2 separate regions of the Danio rerio genome follow, and region 1 is linked to region 2. The links are chromatin contacts, called in public Micro-C maps. All regions are on one chromosome and are shown on one strand. The core of a region is the stretch at or near the end of the contact, and the rest is flanking DNA. Distances in the headings are between cores, read along the strand shown. Region 1 overlaps pik3r5 (phosphoinositide-3-kinase, regulatory subunit 5). Region 2 holds the start of stx8 (syntaxin 8).

Region 1 (6,990 bases), core at 2,050-4,549, 260 kb before region 2:
AATCTTGTGCTGTGTTAATGCAGTGTGATGTACCTGTAGAGCACTGTTGATGGTGTGTAGTGGGTATTTTGTACCGAGCACTGACTGATAGCTGTGTTTAATGAGCGTAACACAGCTCTCTCTCTGTGAAACCTCTATGGAACTGAGCTGCTCCGCCACAGACAGGAACTCAGGGGGCACCTCGGTGGGGTTCATCAAGAACACCGTACTGCAGCAGAGAAAACATCAGAACACAGCACTTCAGTTAAGCACAAATGCGCAAACATAAATAAAGACTGATCATATCAGTAATGTGAACAAAACGATTTTGCATTCTTTATTTTCTGGTTGATTGATTTCAATACAACTATAGTAATCTTTAAAATAGATTTTTTTAGAAAATAGAAATATAATTTTAATAAAAAGTATTTTTTTCTATACTTGTTGGACAACAAAACTGTAACTCTGGAAAATTTAGTGGTGGAGCTTTCATGGTTAAATTTGTTCAGCTTGGTGGCCAATCTTCATTGATTGCACAATCCACCAGCAAGAGCAGAGTGGGAAGGTTTAATTAGCAGACTAATAGTACAGTTTTGCTCAATATATTGTAATTTACACAACATTATGGGGGACAAATCAGAGTTCAAAAGAGAACAAATTGTTGGTGTCTGTGACCAAGACCAAGCCACAATATCCATGGTTATGCCAGCATACCACCAAAAAGGATGAATCACATCCAACAGAAGTAACTGCGGACGCAAGAGGAAGATGTCTGAAATGCAAGTACGAGCGCTAACCCGGATTGTATCCAATAAATATAAAACCAAAGTTGCCCACTCACTGCAGAATTAAATGTGCACCTCAAATCTCCTGTTTCTACCAAAACTGTTTGTCGCGAGCTCCACATGGTCAGTATATATGGCCGGGCTGCTATAATCAAACCCTTGGTCAATCGTGCCAATGCCAAACGTCAGTTTCAATGGTGCCAGCAGTGAAAATCTTGGGCTATGGATAATGTGAAACATGTAATGTTTTTGAGTCCACCTTCACTGTCACTGCCACATCCGCGAGAGTTACAGTGTAGAGAACCCCCAAGGAAACGCATCACCCAGACTGTTGCATGCCAAGTGAAGCAAGGGGCTGGACCAGTTATGGTTTGGGCTGCAATATCATGGCATTGCCTGGACCCTATACTTGTGCTAAATGGGCACATCACTGCCAAGGACTACCGAACCATTGTAAAAGACCTGATAATAATACACCAATAAACAGAACAAGATTAGTGACAGAGTGGTTTAAAGATTGTAATAGTTTAGTGTGAACATATCTCATTGCCTGCACAGTGACCAGATCTAAACATTATTGAGCCACTTTGGGGTGTTTTGAAGAAGAGAGTCAGGAAACATTTTCTTCCACTACCATCATGTAGTGACCTGGCCACTATTCTGCAAGAAGAATGACTCTCTGGCCCTCTGGCCACTGTGTAGGACTTGTTACTGTCAATATGTTATAAAAACTTGAATATACCTTTTTATTACATTATTTAATAAAAATAATTTATTTTATATTTTGCTTTTAAAAAACTTCTGAAAAGAAGACAATGGGCTCTATTTTGACGGTCCATGCGCAGAGCGCAAAACGCAGGGCGCAAACACTTTCAGGGCATGTCAGAATGCATTTTTGCTATTTTAAGGACAGGAAAATCTGCTTTGCGCCGTGGCACATGGTCTAAAAGGGTTGAGTTTATTTTCTTAATGAGTTATAGGTGTGTTTTGAGAATAAACCAATCAGAGTCTCATCTCCCATTCCCTTTAAAAGCCAGTTGTTAAAAGTTCAGTTCTAATTTCCAGCTAACGAATTAATGAACAGTAATAACGAAGTGTGCTCAAAATACTGAGTTATTTCCAAATATACCTGCTATCCCCCATATGGTCTAAAACCTGACAGGTGGACAAATCTAAGCTTGTTTTTAATAAAACAAATATAAATATGGATATAATAAATAATACAGCTAATAATAATAACATTATACAAAAGCAAATTGAATGAACTGAAAAAGCCTCCTGAGATGAAGGATTCAAGGCAGTGGTTTTTAAAATTCATATTGCCTAGAAAATAATATGTTTTGTAATATTTTAATTCTTTATATTTATATCCTATACATATCCTTATTATAGCCTTTATATATCCTTAATATTTCATTTATATATATATATATATATATATATATATATATATATGTAAAGAAATTTGCGTATTCCACATCTTGTGTATTAAGCAGTGTGTAAGCGAGGCGCACTCTGTGCCGGAGTTTGACCGGGTTTGTTCTGGTCTAAAAAAAAGGCTATTACAGTTTCTCAAAATAGCAACGCACCAAAACACGCCTGCTTTTTTAGAGAATGCCTATGGGCGCACATATGAGCGCAAATGCTATTGCTATTTAAACAGCTTGGCGCAAAATGTCAAAATGACTCTTGCGCCAAGCTGAAACTAGCAAATAACAATTGCGTCATGCCTTGCACTATATTGCGCCGGGTGTACGATAGGTCCCTAGATGTTTCTCTTGTCTAGGAAACGCTTCTTGATTTACAGATTTTTAGATATTTGGACTACAAACAAGAGAAAAACTAAGTAGGAAAAGCATTTTTCTACTCTATTTTGGGAGATATTTTCTGCTATTGTGTCTGGTTTCTCAGAGAAATGCTAAAACAAACTGATAATAATAAAAAAACTAAGTTCAGAATATCCAAGAACTGACACAGGAAATGAGGGGTAAAGTTTGCAACCACAAAGGGGTGAGCAATAACTGACACAACAGGATTTCCTCCTACTTCTGTGGAAACACACTCACATGATCTTAGAACGCTGACTGGAGGTGGCAAGGCCTTGTTCCTCTCTTACCAGTCTGTGGTACGAAATCCCTGATACAGGCAAACACACACAAGAACACATAATTTCATCAAGTTACAACATTATGTAACATCAAAATCTTGAATGTACTGACGTTTAAGTATGTTAAGTAATTCCTAAGGAACTGCTTGTGCTCACAAAACTGATCAAAAAGTGAAAAGCTCGCTTTTGACAACAGCTGCAGCGCTTTTCCAAACCACAGAGAGGCAGCATTTCACTGCAGTTGAGCGGTTATTGTAATTATTTAGTGAATTAAGACAATTTTAATGGGCTGTTATTTTATTAATGTGCTCAGCTGTGTGTGCTGGTGATTAAACTAAGTCTTTATTGTGATTACTGATGTGAATGTGGTACCTGGAGCTCGAAGCTCTTGATGCAGTGTGGAGAGCAGGTTACGACACACACTACAGTAGGGCTCAGGCCATGCTAGAAAGCCATGAAACACTTCACATGCCTCTGTCAGAACCTTTTCACTGGATGGACAAAGAGGCATCTGCAAAGAGGAAGAGAGACAGATGTGATTTAGCTTTTTGAATTAGCTCCTTGGAGAATGAATGAATGAAAGAAGTCCCAAAATTTCAGTCTTAACCCTTTGACTGCCCCTCTACCAAAAGATTGAACATGCTTTTATTGTTGTAAATAATGACTGTTAAAGTCATTTAAAGAATTACACACGCAGCATTGTTTGTTTACAAAAAAAAAAAAAAAACTAAAACATCCTGTTGCACTACTACACTCCATTTTGACTTTATTGTAAAAAACAAAGCAAACAAACAAACAAACAAACAAACAAACAAAAAAAAAACAAAGCAAAACAAAATAAAACAAAAAAAAGCATTAAGTATGTTAACTAGCAACATTAGGAGTAAAGAAACGGAATCCAAATTTTTTTTTTTTTTGGTGGGATAGTTAAAGGGTTAAAGCAATTTTTATAACAAAGCCTGAAACCAAAGAAAATGAGCTCCTTTTAACTATTTAATTATACGCTGCAAGATAAATAGCAGCAAAACAGTTGAAATAAATAGGGAAAATGTACATGGGTTTCTGAACTTAATTTAGTGAGGCAAAAAACAGTGAATTTAAAAAGTAAATTGTTTTATATTTAAAAAAAGTAAAAAAATTATTCTTTCCAAATTGTAAATCTGAAAGAAAGAAACTAAATGAAACTGAGTAAAATGAATGACTGAACGAATAAATAAATAAATAAATAACTTAATTAATAAATGAACAAATAAAGCAGTGAAGCAGTGAAAAGTCATGGTAAATTTTAAGGTTTTAATGAAGTAACAAAGAAATCCAGTTTTATGCAGTGGAGAAGGCATAATTAAATGCCCATAACTAAGTAAATGACTAAACTAAAACATTATATCAAATTAATAAAAAATGTGATAATATAAAAAAAATGTTCTTTTACTTTTTATTGACAATTTTCATAATCGCTTTAATAATGTTTTCCTGAAAATGTATAACTGAACCTAATTAAAAGTAAAAAAAATTAAAATCACACTAAACACCCAAAACCTACAAAGGTGAATGGAGATATATGGATATTTTCTGATTATCTTTTTAAATGAATTCCAAAACAATCAACTCCAGTATCCATGATGTTTACCTGCAGTAGTGTGGACTCAAACATGAGAGCCAAAGGGGCCACAAGCTCATAATGACACTCCTGCTGAACCTAAAACAGCAGTGAAAACATACACACCATCAACAATTTGCAAACAAACTTTTAAAAAAGTCCTCAATAACATCCTAATTTAAAATTTTATAATTTTGCTTAATTAACACTAAAATCTTAGACTAAAAGTTAAACTGTCAAAGACTGCAGAGCCCACAAGGGGGCATACACTAGAGAAACGTGACTGAAAGTAACACTGCGGGTGCAGTATTCAGCTATGGTGCGCATTCATACAAACATTCTCACCTCTCTGGCTTTTCTGAGAATTTGCTGCAGCAGAATGAGAAAATTATCGGGGTCTCTTTTAATCAGCTCTTCTAGACTCCAGCGGTTCATACACCAGCCCGCTGTACACACACAAAAACATGCATAGAGAAAAACACATGAGAACCTTCATAGTGAAAGTGTTACTTACACCTCAAATTGAAATCTAGTAAACAAGTCTCCTGCTAGTATGCATGACCTCAAAAAACACTTAATGAGTCACAAATAAAGGGCAAGAATCGATCTGAAAATACACACCTGACAGGAAAGGACTGTTTAATTATCGGACACGTTAACAAGCCCATTATCCTAAAATCTGCACTGCTCATGTCAGGTCAAGGGGTTCCCTGCTCTAAATGGTGATGCGCAGTTTTGGTCTGAGTTCTGAGAAAGAACATATTGCGGTGCACAATTCGAGAGCAACAGATCATATTGGTTTTCGTGACTACGCGTAACCTCAAATCTACAATTTGCAACATGAACTGTGGTGAACTGATGTATATATGGCAACTCCTGCTGTCTTCTTAAAGAGCTGCATTGGCTGATGTCAACAATTTTGTTTTACTAGAAGGACTTTGCAGCTTCCTGCTCTAGTAAAGGTGTCAAATAATGCATTTCCTTTAGAAGGCTTTTTCATAATAACATCTCTCTAAGTATATCAACTTTGTCACATTCTGCAGAGCTCAGACTTTTAACAGCATCATTAGAATTTATGAGTAAAAATACAAAATTACAGGATTAAAAAAAAAAAATAAAAACTGTTTCCGCATTTGTAAAACACCAACCAGAGGAAACACACAATTAATACAGAGTATTTATACCCTTGGTGAAATCAAGCAAAGACATGGGTAGGATAATACACGGGAATAATAAAGAAAAATAAAGGAAAATGTTTTAAATAGGGCTGGGGGAATTGGATTAAATCAGAATCTCGATAAATTGAACATTTTAACTCGATTACGATTAATGAATGAATATTTTATTTATCTATTTTAGAAAAATTCAAGGAAACACACTCTCTACTATCTATGTTTTTTTTATTTTTTTTGAACATAAATGTTGAACAACTGAAACTAAAACACACACTGCCTGAAACGCATCTCTCTATGCCACCCACTCTATGTCATCGCCACTACCAAACCAACATCACAAAACTTGTGATACATGTTGTCGTGAAGTGTAAGTACATTTCTTAGGAGGTGCACATGTATGCGAAGGCTGCGCTGGACTGCACATATGTGCAAGGCAGAAGTATAACATCAGAATAATAAAATAAGCATAAATCATAATATAGTAAGTATAACTGACAGAGCGGGGTCCCATGACTCCACGCACAGCATGGCAAGTAATTGAAAAAATGGACCTGGACATTACTTTTTGATTAATTGCCCAGTCCTATTTAAAAATTATTTAACAAATTTTAAATGCTTTATAACAAAACTAAAAGTAACATTTTCATCAAGTCAATTTATTAAAAATTTATAGACCTGACAGACAGACATTACTTTCTGCGCGGGGGGGTTTTCCTATTAATAATATTTTCTTTTATTTCTGATGGTATATCTCTGTGTGGGTGTGTGTTTTACTCTCCTTAAAAGAGATGTCTAAACATATATAAATACTGTATATTGTGAAATTAGTTCTTGGATTCAGACAAAATAATATTTTGATTTTTGAGATATTACGTTTTACATATATTACACACTGTAAATCCCAATAAGTTAAGGTAACAAACTATTGAGGATTCTGATTGCAGCAAGCCATTTACGTACAAAAACTAACCCTAATGAGTACTGTGAACTTCATCCATTTGAGTAAACAATACAATTTAAGCACAGTAAAACCAAATAAATGAAGAGAACTCAAACCATCTGAGTAGGGTAAAACCCAATAGGTTAAGGCAACTCAAAGTGTAAGGAAACCGATTGCTACAAACCATTTGAGTTAAAAAGCTACTGTGAACTTACTCAATTTAAGTTGAAGTAATGAGGTATTTAATTAACTAATTACCTTCAACCCTGAGTTCAAAACTCTTCTAAAATGAGTAGAATTAACTTTCAGTAAATTTTGAGCTAACTACACTCATTTCACTAGATAAAGCTGACTGTCGGGTTTTACAGCGCAGATAATACATTTGCTAGCAGACCAAATATGCC
Region 2 (6,967 bases), core at 311-2,810:
CTACATGGATGGAAAAGCAACAAGAGAGATTATTATATTGTGTAAAAGATTGGTTAACTATCTCATGTAAACCAGGGGTCTCAAACTGCCTGGCTGTGGGCCATTTGTGGCCACCCTCCTCCTTTTTCTTTCAGCCCGAAATTGACATGAAAAATATAATGAGATTCGGCCCAACAAAAAAATATATTTTTTTAGAGTCACTATCTTTGTGCAGTTGCATATAGCCTCTTATGTTTTTGACCCCCACCTACAGGACATTTAAAGTACTGTACAATATATGCAGGTTACTTTCTGTTTCTCTCAGTGTGCAGTTGAGAGTAATGCACATGCAGATTATTTCTGGGGCTAATGTAAAAGTTGAAACATATGTCTGTACGTGCTCTATTTTTACAAACACCTCTTCAAGGCTTACACGTTATGTTAGTAGTGTAAATATGATTATTTTGCTAATATTCAATTCAAAAATGTATCCTTAATATATTTTTCTAATATGCATATTAAGAATTGTATAAAAAATGTGCATTAGTAAAATTTTACTGCTGGCTAAATTGCACATGTTAAAGTAAACGTGAATACATACATAAAAACGTTTCCTCTCTTGTAGTTTAAAAAAAAAAGAAGGACATTGAGAAGAACAATTGCCAGTACAATCAACAAAGTTATTCAAACTCTTTTCTGATGTTTTACGCTATCGGTTAAACATCTGGTAAAGCAACAATTGATTGGGACATAATTATGATTATTATGCTTATATAATGTGGTATTTTCATAACAATTTAAACAACCCCTTCAACATATACAACGAGAAACTAAAAGGAGTTTTGATAAACTGGGGAAGAATGTATGAGTGTAAGAATGTATTACATCAGATTTCCACTTTTTTCTTGTGCTTCATATGAATCGTCAGTCACTAATATGGCCCCCCGCCATTGAGTTTGAGACCCCTGATGTAAACAATCAAATCCTGCCTTGCCTTGGCTGGGTTTCCTCCAGTCCTCTGCTGTCTGTTTCTTTCATGGATGTTTTCTGCAATTTCTTGAGCCAGCCTACAAGCTGCATCATAATTTTCTAACCTGTAAACAAAACACAGATTACACTTATCAAAATCTTCCAATGGGGATCATGAGATAAGGGTTTCCAGTTATTTAAATCACAAGGTTGTCATCAACACAATCATGTGACAATCAAATGTCAGCTAACCGGCTTGGCAACCTTTACAAGACGCGTAAAAACAGCAATATGTGAACGAAAACATAATTGATCAATTAAAGTATAGGGTAAAATGAGCCCTGGGGAGTAGAAAAAAAAATAGATAAATTAGTCTAGCGTTAAAGTTAAACTGATCTGACTGTCAGTTACAGATGCACTAAATTAATAGTGTTGAAGTCTGAAGTCTAACGTACTGTCCTGACATGCAGATCTAACATGACAGTAAATAATAATAGTATAGGCACTCACCAAAGGTCTTTTGACATGTTGCGGTACTTTTGTTTCGAGTTTGCAAAAAGCGTTTTAGCAGAAACTCACAGCAAAATCACATCAACATAAACTGCGCAGTGCCACTTCCTGTTAAGGAACGACGTCATACGGTGGCCTTTCATAGACACACTTCATACGGTAACCGATGTCTCGTTGTGTTTGTCCTGCGATGTCTCTTTTTATCAATGACAAAATTGCTGATTATGTAAATAAAGTGTTATTGAACTTCATATGGAAGAATAAAACCCATAAAATTAGAAAATCAGTCTCATCTAATAGGCGCTCAGAGGGTGGATTAGAGGTTTTAAATTTCAAAGATTTAATTAGGCATAGCTCATTTAGAATTAATTGGCTACAAAGATGTCTCCGTAGTAATAATTCAATTTGCTACCATATCCCCAATGTTATATTTGATAAATTAGGTGGCTTAGACTTTCTTTTAAAATGTAATTTAATCCCTTCTAAATTGCCAATTTCCCTCTGTAATTTTCACAAACAAGCTTTACTTGCTTGGAAATTGTGTTACGTGCACAATTTTTCCCCACACAAAGAAATTCTTTGGAATAACTCTAATGTCTTAACTCGTGGGAAATCTCTTTTTATTGATAAGTGGTTTGAAAGAGGAATTGTTTTTGTTTTGGACTTATTTTAAAATGATGGCAATATTTTGGAATATGAATAATTTATGACATTGTATAACTTCTCTTTGCCAGCTTAATCCTTCAACTGTGTTCTAAAGAGTTTGTCACAAAGTTATGTGCATTTATTTAAGACTTTTGTTTACTTTAATGAGAGGGAAACAATTATGCCTGAACTTTTTTTGGATGGAGTGTCTTTTTTTGATAAAAAATGTGACAACAGACATGTCAGACGATTGTTACATTCCTCTGTATATACCACCCCAAGATGTAAATTTTATGGTTATTACCTGACAAATTCAGCATATCCAACAAAATAGGAGAGATACATTTTAAGATCTTGCATAATGTTTATCCTACAAATTCCCAAATTGCTAATTATTTTGATATATCTAATTTGTGTACTTTCTGCAATATACATGAAGAGACTTTATTTCACTTATTCTATAGTTGCATTCACATTAAACATCTTTGGAATTACATTATTTTTTATTTATCATCCATTTTTAAACATGATTTAAATTTGTCTATAAAAGATATATTTCTGTATTTCTTGGATGATGATCATGCTCTCGATCTTATTGTAATTTTGTTTTTTGTGTTACTCTGTAAATTTTTTATACACAAAAACAAGTTTCTAAAAACAATACCTATTTTAATACTTTCCTTGTTGAAATTTCGTACAATATTGAATCTCTTAAGCTTATTAATTATAATAATAAGAAGTTTCTTAAAGCTTATGACAATTTTTTTTCTTAATGATTGAGGCTGTGTATTTTTTTTTCTCTCTGTCTTCTTTCTTATTTTTTATTATTGTATTTTTTCTTCAATGCAGTGATGTTATTATTCTTGTATTCAATAAAAAAAATAAAAAATAAAAAAAAACTTCATACGGTAACCGGATAAGAGCTGAACAAGTCCTTTAGCAGTTATAGGGATTTTAAAATAATTGAGAAATTCACAATAATTAAAAAGTTGTCCATTATTTTTTAATAACTGTCTCACCAATATAATATCATTATTGTAACAATTTCTTTGGTACAATAATGATATTGTACTCCAATCTGTTTGGTTTTCTACTGATTTGTTTCTTTGATGTGAAAAATGTAAGCATTGTATTCCTCATTTTTGTATGCTATTGTTCTTGTTATGAAAAAAGTATATATATATATATATATATATATATATATATATATATATATATATATATATATATATATATATGCAGTGGCACAGTAGGTAGAGCTGTCGCCTCACAGCAAGGTCGCTAGGTCGCTGGTTCGAACCTCGGCTCAGTTGGTGTTTCTGTGTGGAGTTTGCATGTTCTCCCTGCCTTCGCGTGGGTTTTCTCCGGATACTCCGGTTTCCCCCAAAGTCCAAAGACATGCGTTACAGGTGAATTGGGTAGGCTAAATTGTGTATGAGTGTGTGTGGATGTTTCCCAGAGATGGACGGCTGGATGGGCATCCGCTGCATAAAAACTTGCTGGATAAGTTGGTGTTTCATTCCGCTGTGACGACCCGGATTAATAAAGGCTGACAAGAACATGTATGAATGAATATATATATATATATATATATATATATATATATATATATATATATATATATATATATATATATATATATATATATATATATATATATATATATTTATATATATATATATATATAATGGGACAAGCTGACATGTTGTTATGTAAAAACTAAAATAGATGATGATTTCTATCTGTATTTTTATTATCATTTTATGTTACTTTAACTTATAGCTAGGGCCACACGGAATCTGCGCATGCAAAAATCTGCCAATTTGAACCAATTTTTAGTCCATTATTGAGTCTACTTATTTACTTTGAATGTGTAAATTTATGTTTAATAATTTTTTTAATCAATTTCAGTAACATTATTGACAAATATGAGAATATTCATATGGTTTATTTACAATATATTGTAAAGTGATATTTTCTGTCTTTAGTAGATATATTATAGGAGAGACTTACTTTGTTTACTAAATAAGTGGATCTAATTAAATATGCATTGTAAACATTAAAAGTTAAAAAGGTATTGTTTTTATATCATATATTAAGCTTGTAGTTACGATACTTCCAAATCTGTTGATTTTTTACAAAATTCTGCGCAGAAGCAGCAAAAACTGTCAGCAGATTCTGTTTGGCTTACGTATAGCCTACCTCTAGAACTGAACTGCTGAATGCAGCTGAATATGTTGGTCCATGTTGGTTGGTTGTTTTTCTATTGTTGTGGAAGTAGTCATTTTAATGAGAGTCTACTTTCACCAAAAAGTATATATATAAAGATGCTTGTGCTGCTGAATATGAGACTTGGAGATGAATGAACAGTAGACAATGTAGTTAGCTCAAGCCTATTGTGTTTATTTGTTTGATTGTTTTGATGTGTTTGCACTAATTTTGTAAACTAGGTTTTTAAGTCTGTTTGATCCCACACACTACCATTTTACCCAATAGTTTTTACACAATCTATAGGTTGCCAAAATACAGCTTACTGAAGTCATGGAAGACAATAAACTGGTCTATTAATTTTATAATTTTTTTCCAAACATATAGTTGTTGACTAGTAGAAAATGTGAAAAGCAAATTCACCTACACAAATCACAATTGATGGTTGTGTGTGATGTGTTGTAAAGCAATGAAAATTAGTATAGGAAATGGTATTTTTTGCATTTTAGTTTTTTTTTTTTTTTTTTGTAAAATAATTTATATTTCACTTTTTACACTAATAGTTGTACACTCAAAAAATGATGCTTGATGTTTTTTCAAAAAACATATTTAAAATGAGCCGAAACAACACTACTCTTGGGGTTTTCGAGGGGGGGCAGTTAATTAATTGTAATTGTAATTAATTGTAAATTAATTTTACAATCCACTTACAATTGTAAAAACTAAAAAGTTCTAATAACTTAACTAAATAAATTCTTTCATTTTGTCTCAACAATCGATTGTGTGTAACCCAGCAATTTTTACTGTGTATGTTGCAAGCTCCTGTAACATCCTCCATTTATTCATTCATTCATTTTCTTTTCTAATTCCCTTTATTAATCAGGGGTCGCCACTGTGAAATGAACCGCCAACTTATCCAGCATATGTTTTACGCAGCGGATGCCCTTCTAGCTGCAACCCAACACCGGGACACACCCATACACCAATTTAGCTTATTCAATTCACCTATGTCTTTGGACTGTGGGAGAAACTGGAGCACCCGGAGGAAACCCACACGAACAAGGGGAGAACATGCAAACTCCACACAGAAACAGCATCTGACCCAGCAGGAGCCCAAGACCGCAATCTTCTTGCTGTGAGGCGATTATGCTACCCACTGAGCTACCGTGCTGCCCACTATGATAATAATTAACCTAATTGCGCTGTTTTTAAGCTTTGACAACAGGACCAAACCTTTGCATGCTGGTTATAAATTTAACACATACAGTAGTTGGTTAATTTATGTTAGGTCATTTCACATGTTATACACATTAACCTATTTGTCTAATTCATTGATTAACTTAAACATAAATACATTTATTTATTTGTAAATACATTTAAATAAATAAATAAATACATTTATTACTACTTGTAATGACTGGAAAATTCAACCAGTTAAAATGTTGTGACTGAACGACGACTCATAACCTGACTGCTGTCCATAACCAACTGTAATAAAATCATATTATCAAATTATAAAATAAACAATAGTGATTCATAACAACATCAGCCATTGCAGTGAATTCTTATTAGCAAAACATGTGAACATGTTAGCAAAACAACATGTCAAGCCTTTTATGGTATATAAGTAAAGTGATCTTTATCAACTATTACACATCAAAAAAAGATTGAACCCATTTAAGTGAGTAGTGAGAGCACACACTTTAGCCTGCATTTTAAACATGACAATTTTGTTTTAAACCCAAACTAATGAGTGTTTAAATAAATGACAATATGTTGAAATATGTTTGAATTTCCTGGAAAAAGCACCCGTCAAAAATATGTATCCAGTATAAACAATTCTGCAACGCTCCAAATGGACAGATTTTGTCTTTGTTTTGAGAGTTGTTGCAACACAGTTTTACATAGCTAATTTTACATACGTTTTTTTTTTTTTTTTTTTGGATATATATATTATTCTGTCAACATTGATAATACATTGTATGTTTTTTTTTTTTCAAAAAAAAAAAAAAAAACACATTTTATATAAACCTTTTACCTTGTTATTTCACATCAGATATCTACAGATACAGATATCTAAAACTATCCACTGTTTATTGTAGTACTTCAGGCACTTGGTCATCAACAAGTCTCTCAGGCCATCACAAAGAAAAAACACATCTGTGAAGATAATTTTTGTTTAAGTCTCTGTAATGTGAACTGGTGGCCTTGATTAATGTTCCTTTTTGGCTCCACAAATATGTTGATAATGTGCAGGGTGACGGTAAAATACAGTGTGTAAAGGAGACAGAGTGTGGCATGCTCTCGATCTCTCATAAGAAAGCCTGACACGGATAGAAGTTAAATAAGGCCTTTCTATGCATGTGACAGAAGATGTAGGACTGGATGATTTTAGAAGATCATTTGCTGTCAGACCAAGAGCAAAATCACTACACCATAAGGTAGAGAGAATAAACACCACATCAAAAATAATAATCAAAAGACAAAGGAAACAGTTGTGTACTATTAATCTTAGCCTGGACACTCTCAAAAAATAGATTTTTAATCACAATGTTCTTCTTTCGTAGTAAAATGAAGGTTATACTACTACTACTACTACTACTACTACTACTACTAATAATAATAATAATAATTCATCCATGCAAATCAGAAAGGA

Evidence for each region. Hi-C and Micro-C count contacts between places; a contact is called where the count stands out from the background.
Region 1: a contact with region 2 is called in a Micro-C map of caudal fin, with 9 times the contacts expected there. The contact joins the enhancer-like site here to the promoter of stx8 in region 2. A contact is called at or near these places in 1 of 18 Hi-C or Micro-C datasets (caudal fin) and 2 of 4 datasets of contacts at active chromatin or transcription factors (caudal fin and embryo).

What each region holds. Positions count from the first base shown.
Region 1 is chr6:26,017,185-26,024,174 of GRCz12tu, reverse strand. pik3r5 (phosphoinositide-3-kinase, regulatory subunit 5) reads right to left here. Exons shown (of 18, transcript XM_009302367.5): 3 at 4,817-4,917; 4 at 4,502-4,570; 5 at 3,244-3,382; 6 at 2,831-2,900; 7 at 34-208. Among named protein-coding and RNA genes, the nearest start is that of pik3r5, 20 kb to the right of the region's middle. Within about 2 kb of position 3,299, at least 12 of the 62 cell types and tissues checked have an H3K27ac peak or open chromatin away from gene starts, as enhancers often do.
Region 2 is chr6:25,757,306-25,764,272 of GRCz12tu, reverse strand. It overlaps stx8 (syntaxin 8), which reads right to left and starts at 1,560. Exons shown (of 8, transcript NM_200375.1): 1 at 1,459-1,560; 2 at 974-1,073. The coding sequence starts at 1,475.